2 separate regions of the Mus musculus genome follow, and region 2 is linked to region 1. Evidence: chromatin contacts called from public HiChIP or PLAC-seq data. All regions are on one chromosome and are shown on one strand. Each heading gives the region's core, a stretch centred on a gene start, on an enhancer-like site or on the middle of the called end of the contact. The rest is flanking DNA. Distances are from core to core; before and after follow the strand shown.

Region 1 (6,362 bases), core at 1,667-4,166:
TTACTGGCCACAGCGGGATTAGATCTCTTGTCCTGACATAGCAGCAGGACTTTCTATATCCCAGAATTCAGTTTGTCACTGTTCTGAGCGCAGCATTTGTTGGTCCTTGATCAATCTCATACTCAACGCTATCTGCCTCACTGCCAGCATCAGGAAGCAAACAGTATTATATTGGTACAGGAAGACATCCACCCGCCCATGGTCTCAGGGATGGAATTGGACCTGAACAAACCCATTAAATGTGTTCAGATAGCCTGAGCCCAGCCCATCCACACGAGATGGCTCCTGACCCCTGAGGTCTGTGTCCTTTCACCACAGTGGACAAATCTCTATGACAACTTCACTGTTGCTCAAGAGCTTGGGTATTGTAGCAGCCTGGGGGCAGGTTGTCTCGAATGTTCTCCAGGTTCTTCACATCAGCTAGAATTCCATCTATGCTGGTCTCCAGCAGATGGAGGTGGTTCCTCTGCCGACGCACCCTCTCCTCCAGGTCAGACATCAAGGGCCGAAGTCGACTGTTGATCTGGGTCTTGGCTTGGAAAAGCCCTTGTTCTAATAGCATCATCCCTTCTTCATCCACACTGCCAGGCTGGTCTGTTTTAGGGAACAAGAAGGATGTTAGTAGAGACAAGCTGTCTAAGGAACACATGCACCGGTCCTCCTGAGATCCTAACAAACTCTGCCCAGAGAAAACAGTTTGCCATACACTGAGATGGCCTCACTTTCAATTAAGAATAAAGTAGAAATCTTCCTAAGAACATGAGGCCTGCATCTGTGCTCTGAACAGCCTAGTTCAAGACTAAGCTCCATAGTGTAGCCAATGAAGTTCCGAGCTCTATTTGGTTGAGATAATGGATCGTGAGCTGAGAAGGCTGAAGGTTATTAAGGGGCCGAAAGCTGTCTGAGGTCTAACATAGCTCACCCCTGGGATCTAAACTAACTCCAAACAGACTTTCCGTATCACCCCAAGGAAGTATCTTGCTGTTTTATATTAGGAGACCTTTAGAAATAGGCTGAGCCACAGGGTTTACAAAGGCCAGGGTGTCCTTAGCTCTTTGGAGGATGGATTCCAGCTGCTAGGGAAAGATGTATGACTTCATTCTGGCTCGGTGTCTGTTCATTCCATTTATAACAAATGCCATGGCATTTCTACCTGTACACTCTATAAAACCAATGTCAACATGAGAGTACCAGGTCATATTCATTTAGTTCAAGTAGATTTGAGTAGTTCCCAGTGGGTTCACACTCAAGGTCGGGCTGCCTCATGTATCTGAGCCTCAGTGACAGGATTTGCTTCCTCCTGATGTGTGTGTGTGTGTGTGTGTGTGTGTCTGTGTCTGTGTACACATGCCACAGAACATGTACAAAGGCCAGAGGAAAACTTGTGAGAGTCAATTCTAGGATTTGAGCTTATTAGACTGAGCTTATTAGACTGAGAGTACTTAATGAGTTATTACCCTCAAACTCAAGAGACTGCCTAAAGTAGAAGTTATACCACAGTGAAAATACTGACCCGATGCACCCTTCAGGGAAAACTTCAAGAATTAGGGGTTGTGTCCCAGCACAGCAAATGAGTGAGCTTGGGAGTGAAGTAATGTGTACGGGAAGCCACATTCAGGAAGAGAACAGGACAGGAACATGGAGGGAGACACGGATCTCAGGGGAAGCCCCGCCCCACAGTTTACTGTGTGCTGTGCATCCTTGGTTTACCCCCATGTGAAGCACAACAATAAAATTCATCTCCCCGAATGCTAACAAGACTTAAATGGTCATGCCCTGAGAGCTCCTGGCACAGTCCCTGACAGGTAGTAAATGGTTAGCACTTCCCACCACCTTCCCTCTCTCCCTCCCTCCCACTCATGTTCCCTTTAAAGGCCCCATTAATTTCATTACCGTTCTTTAGAATGCTATCCCATGCTGCTAAAATCTTAACTGGGGAGATCTTATCTTTCATCTTTAGAGGACATTTTACTCTCTGGGGCTTCCTGGATCACAAATAGACCCATTAATGTAACAGCACAGAGAATACTGGCCTGTCAGTGATACTCCTCCATGAGGCAGTCAGGCATTGCAATTGTTCTACTGAACCAGTGAGGCATAGCTGGGGTTTCTCCTGGATGCCATGGGAATACGTGACCTAGCTCCTAGTCCCTACCCACTGGAGTCTCCGTTGTTGAGGGCCCCCTATTAACTATTAACTTTAGACTTCAACTTTTTAAACAAGTATTTCTGTGTGCATATACATGCATGTGTGTGTGTTCATGTTCTATATGAGTTCAGGTGCCCATGGAAGCCAGAGAGGGTATCAGATGCCCCTGGAGTGGAGTTACAGATGCCCAGCCTGAGTACTGGGAAAGTAAAGGGGATTCTCTTGAAGAAAGAACACATGTTGCTAGACAATGAGCCAGTTCTGCAGCCCCCAGATTTAGACTTTTAATTAACAGCAGTCTTCTTTGGGTAGTAACTACAGGGAAACCCGATTCCCTGCCATACTGTGCTAGTAAATCTATTCTATCCTAAAATCCATGAATCTCCCCCTCTTTGCACATTTCCTCCAGGTTACTTATCCAGGAGGCTCCTCTTTTCCCAGTTGGTCATAACAGGTATAGGTTTGTTTAGGGAGGAACCTCATCAGATTTAGCAGATGGTCCTTCAGACCAAGGCAGCCCATTGCTCAAGCCTTTCCCTCCCCACTGCTTCTGCTTCATAACTGGCTCCTGTCTGCTTCCAATAGTTCCCACATGGCCTTCTTTGTCTCTAGGCCCCCCAGTCCATAACTTCTCTCTGGTGCAGTGATGTGGTTACTCTCCTCTTTAAGACTGCCCGGGGGCCCCTCAGGCTCAAGACCAGGACCCTCAAGCTGACCAGACTTCTGGGAATTTCCTGGAACACACCCAGTGCTCTGACTCACAGCCCTTCACTCCCAGATACAAGTGCTCAGTGACTCATCTTAGACATGGTAAGACGGAAAATGTAAAGCAACCTGGCCCAAGTGTCTGGGCCCTGAGACAAAGCAGACTTCCAGATGGTCTCAGGGAAAGTTGAGATCCCCTCGCATCCGGACTAAGAATGTCAAGTCCTCTGGGGACAGACCCTGGGCTGGAAAGCTGAGGATGCTCTACAGACCTATGAGGTGTAGGATGCCGTCCAATGTGTTGAGTGTGTCTTGGATGGTAACTCCGGCACTCGTGGCTCTGGCATCAGCTTGCTGGGCTTCAGTAATCACCTGAGGACGAGTGAGTACAAAGGTGTTCTGAGATGTTATTTTTGTCTTGGCAACTAAAGAGAGCGCACATGGAAAGACGCCTGCACTCACCAGCTGCACCGTGTCCTTATCCGTGTCAAACTCCAGCTCCTTTCTGGCCAGCTCCCCCTCCATCTCTCTCATCTCGCTCTTCAGAGTGGCCAGTCCCTTCTCCATGGCCAAGGCCCCATCTGCTGTCACATTAGCTTCCAAGTTCAGACTCCCTATCTCCTGGGAGAATAAAAAGAGCCAGGGACGTGAGGAAAGGGAGGGTGAGGCTCAAAGCATCCCAAGGACAATTGGAGAAAAAAAAACCAAAAAAACATCTGTGCCTGGCTCTGATGGAGCAAGTCAGATGGACAATGAGAGAGTCAGACTTCGGGACACACCCTTCCCCAGGCTGGCCCTCAAGCAAGTTAGTTCAAGGTTAGCTCTCTAGAGACTAGGAGGGTCAGTGCGAAAACACTGGTTCTCTTTCAGTTCGGTGCCTAGAAAATTTCTAACGCAATCAGGAAAGCATTTGAGCAAACCCAGAAGGCAAGAAACACCATTCTCTGACACTCATGGGCTTTATTCCAAAGACTCACCTGGTCTTTGGAACAACTTTACAAGGATTTCCCCAAGACAGTTGTACTTGGAATACAGACCTGGAGTTAACTGTAGTGGTGGGTTTTTGTCTTTGCAGGGAAAAAGTTCATCAATGCCTTTATCAATAAGCTACAATTAAACAGTTGCAGGTATCTTTATGCTTGATGCCATATAAAGGAAGGTTTATGAAACTGCCCTCAAGGGGAATTATTAGAAATTATAGTTTGTAGGTTACCAAGCAGTCTTAAAAGTGAGGTCGAATAGTCTAGATGCCCAAGACCTCTTGACTTCCTGGAGTGGCACCAGCTCCCTAGAAGTCCTTAAGTAAGCAGGAAGGAGGTCACTTTCAGCCGAGAAGCATTCCTTTGCTGGAGCTCTAGGCATAGCAGAGCTGGATCTCAGATCTCTTGAATGCTCGTCAAGCAAGGGACCAGATAGTTCTTATCTCCATCCCTAGCACCAAGCATTCACAGTGCCGGACAGACTAAAATAGGCCCAGCTGAGACAAAGGATATAGAAGGCTGTAGAGCACGGGGATTTCATATCCAGAATCAAAACGCTGATGTCAATTGTTACAAGTTAAATTTACGTCCTAAAACTCATGGTGAAGTCCTAAGGGCTAGGGATGTTTCTCAGAGGGAGAGAGCTTACCAGCACGAACAAAGACATGGTGGATGGAGTCTTTGCTTACACGCTTCTCTCAACTCAGAAGATGGCCTTATTTGAAAACTGACAGTTGCAGATGTAATTAGCTACAGTGAAGTTACACTGGACCCTTAATTCAGTGAGACTGATATCTTCTTATAAGATAAGACTGAGATATGAATATAGTGGCCAGCCTGGGCTACATAGTGAGATCATATCTTGAAGAAGATGAAGGAGAAGGAGAGGAAGATGGGGAGAAGAAGAAGAGAAGGGGAAAGAAGAAGGAGGAAGGAGGATAGAGAAAAGAAGAGATGATAGAGGACTCTGGGGATCACACAAGCAGGGAGTGGACGGATAAAGCTATGCACCAAGGAAGACCAGGATTGCCTGGCCTCCTCTGCAGCTGGCAAGAGGAAAGGAAGAATTCTCCCTGGAGCTGTCAGGAGAAGTGGAGCCCTGGGCGACTAGTTTCTCATCCTAACCTTCCGAACGGTGCAAAAGTCACTTCTATTTTTCTAAGTATTTTCTGATAGCAGCCTTAGAAATCTTCATAGTAAACAACTCTGGGTGTTCTCCACAGTGCTGTTCAAAGGAACATGGAATATGGTGTAATAGCTGCTAGCCAGTGATAGAATCCATCCAGCAGAAGGGTGGGCGTGTAGAGCAGGGCTGCTGTGCCCTCTCCAGGACTCTGAGCCATAGGGGCTGAACTGAGCTGAAACACTCTCTCTCTGGAACAGGGCTGTGTTGGGCACTGCCTGGGGCAGCCCGTATATCCATTTCTCTTTACCTGCTCTATCTCGCTGCTGATCTCCAGGGCCTCCCTAGCTGCGTTCTTTGCCCGTTGGGTGTCGGCAGTGGCGCTCCCCAGGGCCGTTTCTGCTTGCTGGGTCTTGTCACTGGCATCTGCAACCTTCTGGCTAATAGAGGAGAGTCTCTTCATGGCCTCTTCAGCCTCTGCTTTTCTGTCTTCAACCTGCAGATCAAACTCTAGAATGAAGAAAAAAAGAAGAGAAAAGAAAAAAAAAATTGCCACAGAGACAACTGAATGAGAGTGCCTGGTGTTCTGAGGAAAAATTCCTGAAAGGGACCGATTACTAGCTAGGGGTGAGATGCTGCAGCTGGGATTAGCCTTTCTTTCCCAAGAGAAAAAAATCTCAAAGGAGCCACTGAGGGAGCTGTCAGCTTGCCCTAGGTCCCCACCACTGCAAGGATATCAACATCCAAAGTAGACAAAGAACAGGTGACTCTCTTTAAAGACTGAAGATTTAAGTCCAAGCCTGAAGCCAAAGAGCAGAGTTGGGGTGTAGTCACAGAGAGTTGGGTGTGGTTGCAGAGTTGGGGTGTGGTTGCAGTAGGTATAGAGGAACTTTCTATGAAGAGAATCCTAAGTCTTTAGAAATGATTCCCTTTTGTTTGCTAGTGAATAATGCTGACTTTTAAACCAAGTATCTTCAAGATACACCTCAGACTCCCTGGGAGTCACAAGTCATTACCTCAGAGAAGGCATATTGGAAGCAACCAAGCCACCCAAGGAAAGGAGACTATCAACACAGTTGTGACATACTGGGTATGAAGGACCCTAGAGATCGCCTGGTCCCCTTAAGTAGGACACAGGGATCTAGAAAGGTCACGCAGAGAGCTTGAGCTGGTCCTAGGGTCCAGTGAGGATCAGAACTCAGGACTCCTAGCACTTAGGTGGAATGACTTCCACCACCTAGGTCAAGTACTAATGAGATCATCATTACCTTAGTAAGATAGTGACTAAGCATCTATTAATAACCCAAATACACCCACCATTTAAGGAGGCAAAGGAGCATTTAGATGAATCGTGACTGTCCCTTTAAATCTGGATCACACAGCACTAACCTCGGAGGTTCTTCAG
Region 2 (6,362 bases), core at 1,642-4,141, 230 kb after region 1:
TTGAGTTTGTGGACAACTTGGGCCAGAGATGTGGGAGGAGAATTGGTTACTTTCCTGTTATCATGATCATAACTGAGGGAACTTATAACAGAGAGCTTACTTGGGCTTACAGTTGCAGAGGGAGAAGAAAGAGTCTGTCCTGGTAGGGAGGAATCCAGCAAGATGCTATCAGGCTTAGGAAGCTGAGAGGGCATATCTTCATGTACTAGCACTAAGCAGAGAGAATGAACCAGAAGTGGGGGAAAGCTATATAATCTCAAAGCTCTCTCCAGGTGATGTACTTCCTCCAGCAAGGCTGAGCCACATAAACCTCCCTAAACAGCTCTACCAACCTGGAACTGAGTGTTCAAATACCCGATGCTATGAGGATGTCTTAGTTAGGGTTACTAGTGCTGTGATGAAACACCATGACCAAAGCAACTTGAGGAGAAAGGAATTCATTCAGCTTATGATTCCACATCACAGTTCATCATCAAAGGAAGTCAGGACAGGAACTCAAGCAGGGCAGGAACCTGGAGGCAGGAACTGATGCAGAAGCCACGGAGGGATGCTGCTTACTGGCTTGCTTCCATGACTTGCTCAGTCTGGTTTCTTATGGAACCCAGCCCAGGGAAAGTCTCACCCACAATGGACTGGGCTCTCCTACATTGATCACTAAATAAGAAAATGCCTTACAGCCCGACCATATGGAGGCCTTTCCTCACTTTGAGGCTTCCTCCTTTCAGATAATTCTAGCTTATGTCAAGCTGACAAGACAGGGGAATATTATTCATTCAAACCACCACAGGGAGTTTGTTGACACCATTGGAGTGATTATTTAATTATATGGGGACTTCCTTCACCAAGTAGCCATACTTGTGCTGGAATTTGAAAGTACCTTAGAAGTTATCCATTGAAGAAAGCAGATGCAAGTCCCTCTGGAGAAATATCATGAGAAGAGACACTAAAAAATAAAAACCTAGAGAGACTGCAGATGTCTAGGGAATGGCGAAAAGAAATTGGCAGTTACAGGAGAGAATTTTCAAGGAAGTAGAATAAAATAAGATTATGAACTGGGCACCTGGGAGGCTGAGACTCAAGTCTGAGGCTAGCCTGGGCTACATAGTAAGATCCAGGTCAGCCTGACCTATTAGAAGACTCTGCTCCAAAAACAGTTCCTGAGCTGGCCAGCCTTTTGTTCCAGCACTCAGGAAGTAGAGGCAGGTAGGTCTCTGTGAGTCTAAGGATAGCCTGGTCTACATACCAGGGCTGCATAGGGATACCTGTTTAAAAACAAAACAAAACAACACAACAACAACAACAACACCAGTTCCCAACCTCATAGTCTCAAAGCAGCTGGCCACTTCCCAAGTCTGACCCTGCCTTCAAAGCCATGGAGTGGACACTGTGCAAGTGATAGAGTGCTTGCCTGGCAAACACAGAGCCCTGGGTTCAGTCAGCAGTACCCCACAAACTGGGTGTGGTGATACCCTGGTAATCCCAGCACTGAGAAGGTAAAGGCAAGAGGAGTGGGAGTTCAAGACTACCCATGATGGTACAGCAAGTTCAAGGCCGGCCTGGGCTACCTAAGAGTCTATCTCAAAAAAGAAAGAAAGAAAGAAAGAAAGAAAGAAAGAAAGAAAGAAAGAAAGAAAGAAAGAAAGAAAGAAAGAAAGAAAGAAAGAAAGAAAGAGAGAGGGGGGAGGGAGGGAGGGAGGGAGGGAGGGAGGGAGGAAGGAAGGAAGGAAGGAAGGAAGGAAGGAAGGAAGGAAGGAAGGAAGGAAGGAAGGAGAAGGAAGAAAGACCTTGAAATAAATACTTAAGTTTGTTATGGAAAACAACAAAACCCTCATTCTCTGAGGAAACACAGACATTTAATGGTAGCAAGGAAAGATTCCTGAGACACCCCCCCCCCAATCCGTGAGGATTTGTAGACCATCACTGGTTGCTAGGGGAGGGAGAGACTGTCTTCAATAGTGTTGCTAGTGGCAAAATACCTATGCTCCTGTAAATAACCTCTCACCCATACTCCTGTGAGCAACTCTGATGGGGGGGAAAAGGCACAAATGTGGGAGGGATCTAGGAATAAAGAAAAAGAGATTAGTGGGATGGGGAGGGACATGAGAGGGTAACAGGGGTGAATATATTTGAAACATATTATGCACATGTATGAAAATGTCATAATGAAACCCATTATTAGGTATAATTGATATTTACTAACAAAAACTTAAAACATCAGGAGTAGTGTCACATGCCTTTAGTCCCAGCACTAAGAAAACAGAGGCAGGAAGATCTCTGTGCAGTCGAGACTGGTTTGATCTGTATATTGAGTACCTGTCTTAGAAAAATCAAACAAAGGCAAAGATAGCTATAGGTTATTTTTAAATATACAAATAACTCTGTTAAACTGGTGAGGGAAAATGGCCAGAAATAGAGAGGAGGCAGGAAAGGCACCTAGGGGACTGTCATCATAGAGAATAGAGGCAGAGAGGCGGTGGACTGATGGCAGGTTCGTTACACAAGAGAGGAGGAGGTACCGCGACCGGACAGACACAGGAAGGTGAGGGAGACGGAGCTTGGAGCTTCCGGAATGAGCTCGAGGTTTTCAACTCAGCTCCGGGGATGTTGATGCTATTAACAAGGTCTGAGGGACAGGACAGTCTCTGGGGCAGACATCGGGGAGAAAATAACTATATCCACGCTTAGAAATTCAAGTTCCCGGATTGTCATTAGCTAGAACCAATCTATAACTGAGTAGCAGCAATATTCCTTCTTAAAAAAGAAGCCCTTGTGAGCGGAAGCAGGGATTTTATTGTTGGCTAAAAGAAAGCCCCTGTCTTTGAGTCTCAGCCCAGCCTCGCCTACCCACTGGATCCAATGTGCTCAGACCATGGAAACATCTGGAGTGGCCACGTTTCCTTACTGAGGCCAAAACAAGTTAAGTGGTGTGCAGCTTTGTCTCACCTCCGCCCTGCATCTCTCCTGGGAGGATGCAGCCCGTGTTTACTGAAATAATGTGCAGGAAACAAAGATAACACAGAAAGTAGGTTCTGGAGGCCCTTCAGGATCGATTTTCAAAATAATTCATAAAAAAAAAGTTAACATAATTGACTGTTTTGTATTCAAGACTGGCTTCATTGTCCTCAAATACACTTTTAAATATTTTTAATATATTCGTGAATTAATTCAGCTTGCAGAGAATTGTTCTGTAATAAGAAAAGATAATTGCTAGATGGTTGGATTTTTTTTTTCCCTTCAGTGACTGACTTTATAACTTTTGGCAAGTCACTTGACCTTTTGACAGTGAGGTCCTCGATTGTGAAACAAGGAAAAGAATGTTTAACTCTTAGAAGAATAGTATCAGGGCTTGTTCAATCAAAGGCTCTGAAATAAGCCTGTGCCCTTGGGGAGAAGGTATTCACAAACACTGAGTTTGAATAATTAGTACTATTTCTTTTGAATAGAATAATTTGCTGTCTTTATGGTGAGCAACCCTCCATTGTACATTGTTGCAGAAGATAAAAAAGGAAAAGAAATATGATCCTTCCCTTCAAGGAATTCCCTATCTCAGGAGGAAGACAAACAATGAACTCATAAAGGAGTGCAATTTCATAAATGGCCAAGGGAAATACTAGAAGAAAAAAAAGAGGGGGAAAAAATCTCAGTTTGCCTGCTGGCTGGAGATGCAGCTGGCTTAGCATGGCCTGAGAACTAGGTTCAATGGAAGCACGGGGAAGTTACCTGAATTAACTGCTTTACAAAAACATCCAGGGCTTCCATTGACTCTTCTCTCAATGAATAACTTCAACAGCTTTCTCTCCATGCATGCTGCGTAAGGAAAGACGTGGCTTTCCTGTTGAATATTTTATTTATCACAAGGAAGTGATGTCTGAGAGAACTGGCCTGGATCTAAACCACTTACATTTAATTACTGATGTGTGACTTGGGCAAGCTCCTTAGTCACTTAATGAGACTTCTTCGTCTGTAAAATGGGATGGGTGGTAGCATTCTGTGGAGGGACTGAAAACTGCAAGCACTAAAAGTACTTAGAAGTGGCCGCTGCTGAAGTGCCCAGGAGAAGTGCACACCGGCACATGGGTGTGTCTTTCTCTCAACTTCTCTCTGTCTTATCCTTCATGCTCAAGTCTATGCTAAAATCTCCTCACTATAAACTCCACCAGTGCTTCATTTAAAATGAGGAAAAGTGCCTTTGGGGCTGGTACAGGCTCTGTTCTGGAGTTGGAATCCCAACTCACGACTGCCAGGAAGGCTAGTTGCAGGGAGGGAGCCCCAACACTCTGGCCTCTGTGGGTACTTGCATTCACACACACACAGAATATTTAAAAATAAAAAATGTTGAAAATGGTTGGTACAAGCAGCAGAGGAACAGGAGTTAAGAAAGGAAAAATTCCTGTCATGTCTTTAGTGAGCTTGAGGTTGACTTGGCCTGAAGATAAACAGGTCTTGACATCATATCTGTCCGTCACGTCATTGACCTCTCTTTGTCTCTGTCTCTGTCTGTCTGCCTGCCTGCCTCCCTCTGTCTCTGTGTGTGTGTCTCTCTGTGTGCATGTCTGTGTGTCTGTGTGTCCCTCTTCTGTTTGAGACAGGAGGTTCTTGCTATCCAGACTGAGTCTCCTGTCTCAGCTGGGATTCCAGGCCTAATGCACAGCTGTCGTTTCATTAAGGGGTCAAATCAATAAAAGGAGGCTTCTCACGAGCTCCTGTGTATTTGGTGGATACATGTCTCCTATGGCAACAAGCTGAGAGTACCAGAAATAGTTTATTCTCCCTGATAGAGAGATGGAACAGATGCTGCCCACCAGAAGCACTGTACTGTGCTCTCACCAGTTTGCGTTGTCCTGTGGGTCAGAAGGCTTCTGGACTCCAGTGATCGAGATGTAGCAGGACATCCTCTATAAAAGGAGATCTCACTATGCCTGGAAACTGCCTTGAGAAGACAGAACATACTTGGTGGTTAACGTGTGCCTTGAGCAACCTATAAAGCCACTGGTGTTAAAAGCCATGATGAAAGATGGCTGGCAGTGGCTTCCACTGCCGTGACAGTCTCTAGTGTCTGCGTGGCTAATTTAGAATTCTCTAGAGCCTGTGGCAGGCCTAAACGAGAATAATAATCCTATCAAGAACCCAATTTTATCATCACAAAGACATTCTCTCTTCAACAAATACCTATTCTCTTTTTTGATAAATAGCTCTTAATTTGATATCGGATCCTGATAATGACTATTTGACTGTAGACATGCAGAGATTAGTTAGTTGGGTTGCTTATCACCAGCTGGGCAGGATTTTCCTTCTCTCTAATCCGAGATAGTGCCCTGGAGCAGGGAGCGGCCAGCAGCATTCCGTCACTGAGGGATACAGCAATGGAGAGTTTGGTCTGATGTAGGTCCTTAAACCTGAGACCCTCTCATTAGCCACAAACTGGTTCCCCTCCTTCACCCCACATAGCATCATGATATCCATAGGCATGATAAAGTGAGGAAGAAAATCTCTAACCAACTTACAGGTTGTGTTGGACTAGATACCAGCACTGTGTGGCATTAGATGCACCCAGAGTGGCCCTGGAAAACACTCCCCTTCCTGCTGGGGAGAACTTTACTCAGAAGTGTAGTTGCCTGCTTCCTGGGATCCCCTGACAGCCATCAGTGACTTGTGGATGGGACCCAACATTTTGGCTGAATGGTCAGGCACTTGGGGAAACATGAACAGCGAATATTAGCAACCATGTGCAGAAGCTACTGACAATATACGAAATTCTTAGGCTAGATTCAGAATATGAGGATATTTGTATTCCCACCAAAGTCTGTAAGAGAGTTCGGCAGGTAAAAGCACTTGCCACAAGTCTGGTGACCTGAGTTTGATCACGGAGCCCCCACATGTTGTCCTCTGACCTCTATATATGTGCTGTGTCACACAGGATAAACAAACAAACAAATGAATATATGAACCTAGCTTGGGGGTGGGTGGAAACAGATCATTCAGTTCTCTACCCCACCCACTTGTAAAATCAACTGAGCACATGTCTGTTCTTGGCTGTCAGTCAGTTAGTCAAACTCCTTCCTCAGTATGCTAATGGTGCTTCCTGGGAACAAGTAGTTAGCTACAACAATAATAGTGGAGACTGTATATAAGTACAACAAAATGGGGGGCTCCCTTTCAGAGCTATGTATGTTAGCTACTGTTAGATGCCTAGCCCACTTAGCTCATAGATTGGGCTGAAAATATGGTGGCTTGAGCAAACACAACACAGGGATAAAGTGTATCTCTCGCCTATTAAAATACCACCAGGCAAGAGGTGTGGCACATGTCTGTCATCCCAGCTCTAGGGCCTGGCAGCTGGAGCTTACTGTCAGCCTCAGTTA

Evidence for each region. HiChIP or PLAC-seq counts read pairs in DNA pulled down with a chosen protein or histone mark.
Region 2: an H3K27ac HiChIP or PLAC-seq map of heart atrium shows a contact between it and region 1, with 5 times the contacts expected there. The contact joins two enhancer-like sites. A contact is called at or near these places in 2 of 484 Hi-C or Micro-C datasets (the G1E-ER4 cell line and uterus), 9 of 115 datasets of contacts at active chromatin or transcription factors (acute myeloid leukemia, embryonic basal ganglia, embryonic stem cells and 6 more) and 2 of 9 other capture datasets (adipose tissue and liver).

The regions. Positions count from the first base shown.
Region 1 is chr1:153,123,690-153,130,051 of GRCm38.p6, forward strand. Lamc2 (laminin, gamma 2) reads right to left here. Exons shown (of 24, transcript NM_008485.3): 20 at 6,347-6,362; 21 at 5,268-5,467; 22 at 3,317-3,475; 23 at 3,127-3,226; 24 at 1-594. The coding sequence ends at 341. Among named protein-coding and RNA genes, the nearest start is that of Lamc2, 60 kb to the right of the region's middle. Within about 2 kb of position 2,917, at least 79 of the 459 cell types and tissues checked have an H3K27ac peak or open chromatin away from gene starts, as enhancers often do. A contact at or near this core is called in adipose tissue, fibro-adipogenic progenitors, heart atrium and 1 more, where this site is marked.
Region 2 is chr1:153,351,355-153,357,716 of GRCm38.p6, forward strand. No RefSeq gene overlaps it. Among named protein-coding and RNA genes, the nearest start is that of Lamc1, 22 kb to the left of the region's middle. Within about 2 kb of position 2,892, at least 27 of the 459 cell types and tissues checked have an H3K27ac peak or open chromatin away from gene starts, as enhancers often do. A contact at or near this core is called in adipose tissue, fibro-adipogenic progenitors, heart atrium and 1 more, where this site is marked.